Linked DNA regions of Rattus norvegicus: region 1 is linked to region 2. Evidence: chromatin contacts called from public Hi-C data. All regions are on one chromosome and are shown on one strand. Each heading gives the region's core, a stretch centred on a gene start, on an enhancer-like site or on the middle of the called end of the contact. The rest is flanking DNA. Distances are from core to core; before and after follow the strand shown. Region 1 has its middle 130 kb from the start of Ipo5. Region 2 has its middle 150 kb from the start of Rap2a.

Region 1 (2,700 bases), core at 184-2,683, 130 kb before region 2:
TCAGATGAGGTGACATCATTGTTAAACCTGTCACAGCTGCAGAAACTCTTGTCCAGTCCAGTTATTTGAATGAGCTGTGCTTTGAGCATTAAAAAAAAAACAAAAACAAAAACCCAATGCTTTTTATTTCTTTTTCTTTATTTTCTTTTCAGGGTAGGGATGTGGGTTCTCCGTGGGATACATTTCGCTTCTGTTTTCCTAGGAGTTAGGTTAGATTTTTGAAGCAGCGCCCTCTTCTTGGACTCTGTCCTCGTGACTCGCAACTGCTGTTCAACCTGGCACGGAGCCAGCTGGGGCTCACAGAGCTGAGTTTTAACGCAGAGTGGGCGTGTCGGCCAGGTTTTTGTCAGGTCGTCACAACCTAGAGTCATCTGGGAAGGGGGACCCTCGGTTGAGAACATGTCCTCGTCAACCTGGCCCGTAGGCAAGCCTGTAAGGTGTTTTATTGGTTACTGGTGGATGTGAGAGTATTTAGCCCGCGATGAGTGGTGCTGTTCTGGGCGGGTGGTTGGTTCTGGGTTCTGTAAGAAAGCAGAGACAGCCCTGGGGAGCAAGCACTGAGCAGCACCGTTCCACAGCCTCTGCTTCCGGTCCAATCTCCAGGTTCCTGCCTTAGCTTCTCCTGATGATGGACCAGCAAGTCAAGCAAACCCTTTCCTCCCCAGGTTGTTTTTAGTTATGGTGTTTCATCACAGGAATAGAAAGCAACAGAGCCAACGAGTTGGGGACTGAGTCAGGTTTCCTAATATGACGTCGTCTAAAAGAGCCCAGAGCTACATTAGGCCGCATAGCTCGACGTACCAGGATGGCAATCATGACACCAAGGGGCACAGGAGTAACTGTTGTCTCTCTCACAGAAAGCTTTGAAATACTGGCTCACCAACCAACGAGCGTACACGGGCCCTGACACATATGTAACAGAGGGCTGCCACATCTGGCCTCAATCGGAGAGGATGTGCCTAATTTTGCAGGGATTTGATGCACCTGGATGGGGGCATGCGGGGTGGGGGCTGTCCTCTTAGAGGCAAAGGGAGGGGGTATGGGGGAGGAACTCTGAGAGGGAGGACCGAGAGGGAGGGCAATATTTGGGATGTAATTAATTAAATAGCTAATTAATTAATTAAAACTATTGGCTCATTTTGTTTTGGAGCTGACTTTGCTCCAACCACACATGTTGCTGAACACATCAGGCTTTCTCCAGTCTGAGTGCAGACATTAGTGGTTCTCCTATGTAGGAGTGTATTCCCAGGCCGCTGCTTCCTTCTTTCAGGCATTTGCTCGTTTCACTTCCTCATCGAAGCGTTCCTTTGCCTCGTGGTTGAAAGCTGTCATGTGACCAGCTCTGGAATTGGGCGCGCTCTTCCTTCTCACTGGTGGCCAGCAAGCCCCAACCATCCTGTCATCACTCCCCACAGCGCCGCCAAGGTTACTGTTGTACGAAGCCACCCCCAGCTTTTTACATAGGTGCAGGGATCCAAACCTGACTGTGTGGCAACTGCTCTCACCCACCGAGCCTTCTCTTCAGCCTCGACGCTTCTGATCCCCAAAGAAATGTTTCTTAACTAGCTCAGACCTATCAGTGTCATAGTTCTGACGAATTTATTCATGCAGCAGCCATCGGCCGAAAGTCTAGAAGCCAGGCAGTGTGCTTTTTTTTTTTTTTTTTTTTTTTTTTTTGGTTCTTTTTTTCGGAGCTGGGGACCGAACCCAGGGCCTTGCGCTTCCTAGGTAAGCGCTCTACCACTGAGCTAAATCCCCAGCCCCGGCATTGTGCTTTTTAATGGAAACAGTACACTTATTTATCATCTCAAAGGCAAATGCTTTTACGCACATTTAACAAAGTTGCTTTGTTTAACACATAGTAAATAAATGATCCTGACGTGAGACTAAGAATTTGCAGAAAAGACCCAAGATATTTTACCAGTGTGTCAGCAAAGGCACAGAGCTGGCTTGTTAATCTGGTTTTGTTTCACTTCACTAAAATACTACGTATTTCTGGACCTCACTGTGTCACAGTTGAACAAAGGGTGAAGGACATGAACCAACCCTTTGGCTCGTCCAGCCTCCCTTGTTGCTGCAAGGGTACCCACCTGACTTGGGCAGCTGACGGTCACAGGACATGCCTGGCCACTCCTTGAGCATGTCCCATTGTACTTGTTTTTTTCCTAAAATATTGATCTGTTTGAATCTGTTTTCATCATTTGAACTCCAGGAAGAGACAGTGTGTGTGTGTGTGTGTGTGTGTGTGTGTGTGTGTCTATGTGTTTGTGCCTGTGCACACGCCAAGCACACACCCTCACGAGAGTGTGCGGGAATGCATGTGTATGTGCATGCATTGTGTGCATATATGTGCTTATGTGTTTATGTAAGCATGTCTCTGAGTGTGTCTGTGTATGTGTGTGCATACCTATGTATGTATGTGTGTATGTATGTATTTATGTATGTATATGTTTGTGTAAGTGTGTGCATGTATGGGTTCATGTGTGTATTGTGTGTGTACACTTGGGGAGGTCAGAGGACAACTTGTGGGAGTCGTTTCTTCCTCCCGCTGTGAGGAAGTTTTGGGGGTCAAATTCAGGAGGTCAGGCACGTGCTTTAATTTACTGAGACATCCTCCCAGGCCCTAGAACTATTTTTCTTTTTTAGTATTTTGAGAAATTATCACACTGTTTTCCATAGAGGTCAGACTATTTTACATTC
Region 2 (2,700 bases), core at 24-2,523:
GTAGCTGAGAGCTTATCTTGAGACAACAGCCCTAAGCAAAGAGAGTGTTTACTGGGAATCTCCTCCAACCAGGCTCCTAAGTCTTCCCAGTTTCACCAACCAGGAACCAAGCATCCAAACATAAGAGCCCATGAATGCCATTCTCATGCAAACCACCACACCTCCCATCCCTCTTCCCACTCAAACCTCCCCTTATGTGGTTAGTGATCTTTAATAGTGTTCCAATAAATACAAATGCACAAGTATCTTTGTTATATATTGATGCTAAACCTTTGGGTAAACAGTGAGGAGGGTCTAGCTGAGTCAAGTTGAGTCTCTTTTTATAAAGCTAAAAGATGGTAGGCTAGGGAGATAGATCATTACTAAGTGTTATACAGTCACGAGGAACCAAATTCAATTCCCAGAGCCCAGTAAAAACAGAGACATGATGGGGTGCATTTGTGATCATAGCTCCGGGGAGGTAGATCCCCAGGGCTTGGTGATCTGCTATCCAGGCATAATTAGAAAGTCTCAGATCACAGTGAAATACTCTTGTCTCAAAAACATGGTTGACAATACATGAGGTTGTCCTCTGTCTTCACATGCATGCACATTCATGTGCACTCATGGCCATGCACACACATACACTTAGACATATACACACACAAACACACAGACATAGGCACACAGGCACATACATATACACACAGACACAGACACACATACATGCGTAGATACAAAGACACACACAGACATACAGAGACACAGACTCAGAAGCACACACACACACACACACACACACACACACACACACACACACACACAGTGACCCAGATTGGACTATCTTCACAGGAGGACCTCATCCTCTTCTACTCAAACAGTGAGGCAAAGATAGAAGACCCTGACACTCCTCAACCTGTGGGTCACAACCCCTTCAGGGTGTCAAATGACCCTTCCACAGGGGTCACATAGAACCATTACCTTCATCATGGATATTCACATGACAGTTCATAACAGTAGCAAAGTTACAGTTATGAGGTAATAATGAAAATGATTTTATGGTTGGGGGGTCCCCACATCATGATGAACTGTGTTAGGCATTAGAAGGTTGAGGGCCACTGTGCTCTAGTAGGAGTAAGAATAGGGGAAAGCGTATGTGCCTGCACTTGTAGTCTGGTAATGGCTTGGTGACCTTGAAAATTTACCTACGCTTGCAAGCTTTGAGGCCTTTGTATGAGTCACGGTGAGCTGTGGCGGACTATGACTCTTAAACTAAATCCAGGGATATGTTTCATATATTTCTGTAACTCAGCTGAGGCATGTGGAAGCATCTAGCTCCTTTCTAGGTGGCGAGATACATGCTTGGCATAGACCAAGGTCAAGGCCCCACAGGTCCTCTATAGCTCTGCCCAGAGCTGTCCACTACGGATTGGTTCTTCTGCTATCGATCACGGGCAGATATATTTATTCCCTCTCAAGAGTCCTGCATCCTTCTTGGGACTCTGTAGATGGAGGGATCAGTCCCTTCTACCAAATCCCTCCAGTCCTCTGGGGAATTTCATGGCTTCTGTGGGACCAGAACCCAGAAGCAAGTCATAGACTCTCCTCTGAGAGCTGATTTCTCAGTTATCTCTCCTCTCCTCTCCTCATTCACTTGCCACAGGCACCATCTGTTTCCTGCCTTTATCTTCCAGGAGCCCTGGGAATTCTCTCTGTGCCTGAGTAGGAGCTTTTACTCCTGGAGGTCATGTTGTCTAGCTCTGCTATTTCTCCAAGGGTGTCCATCCTTGAAACGTGGAAAACAGCAAATTCTTTATCTCCCTTGTCCACAGAGCCACACCTATACCCTGAGGCAGTGAATGCAACGTGACTTAGTTGGATGTGGGTAAGAGAAAACACAAGCTAAGATTTGAGCAGTGCTGCCCGTTACTTTCTCCTTGGCTCCATCCTCCCTGTGGCTCTGCTAAGACCCGCTCCTTGTCTCTTAGTTCTTAATCCTTTGGCATGGATACTTCTGTGGATGTTCTGACCCTCTGTGTGACTAAAGCCCTCTGGTCGCTTCTTCCTGTCAGTTTTGCCTTTTGGGTGAGATGCTAAACTTATTAGTAATTTCCTGCAGTTTGTCTGTGGTCTGAAGGGGTGAATGCTTCAGTGAGTGACTCAATCACAGAGATGCTGCCCTCAACACTCCCCACTTGTCTTAAATGTCTTTCATTTGTCCTCATTAATAAAGGTCTGCTTACACATCCTACTAACTCTGTATCACCACATGAAGCTAGGTATCTGTAATAAGCATACTATATTACTTCAGTGGCACCTGACAAAAGCCCATGTAGGAAATTAAGGTCTATTCAAATGAACATTGGGGCTGGGATGTAGTTCAGTTGGTCGAGTGCTTTTCTGTCATGCACAAATCCCTGGGTTCTACCTACATCACACCTTTAACTGTGCTTGAGGTTCACAAGTTGAAGGGTAGCCTAGACTATCTGAGACCATGTCTCAAATGTGCTTATTGTTTCCTTTGGGCAATGTGTACAAAATATTCAGAAAGCTTGTGTAGAAATATACCAACCATGATATCATTTTTCTGAGTCTCATGAAGTTCATCTTCTTGGAGCCCTTAAGGGAAGAAATACCAGAGACCATGGGACTTCTATAAAGAGCAGTCAGCTAGGCCTGAGCAGAGAATAGTTTCTCTTGTTACATAAGGCTAGGCAAGGG

Evidence for each region. A called contact is a pair of places that touch in the nucleus more often than the background predicts.
Region 1: a Hi-C map of the Rat2 cell line shows a contact between it and region 2, with 7 times the contacts expected there. The contact joins two enhancer-like sites.

The regions. Positions count from the first base shown.
Region 1 is chr15:104,285,379-104,288,078 of GRCr8, reverse strand. No RefSeq gene overlaps it. Among named protein-coding and RNA genes, the nearest start is that of Ipo5, 130 kb to the left of the region's middle. Within about 2 kb of position 1,433, at least 7 of the 93 cell types and tissues checked have an H3K27ac peak or open chromatin away from gene starts, as enhancers often do.
Region 2 is chr15:104,156,029-104,158,728 of GRCr8, reverse strand. No RefSeq gene overlaps it. Among named protein-coding and RNA genes, the nearest start is that of Rap2a, 150 kb to the right of the region's middle. Within about 2 kb of position 1,273, at least 7 of the 93 cell types and tissues checked have an H3K27ac peak or open chromatin away from gene starts, as enhancers often do.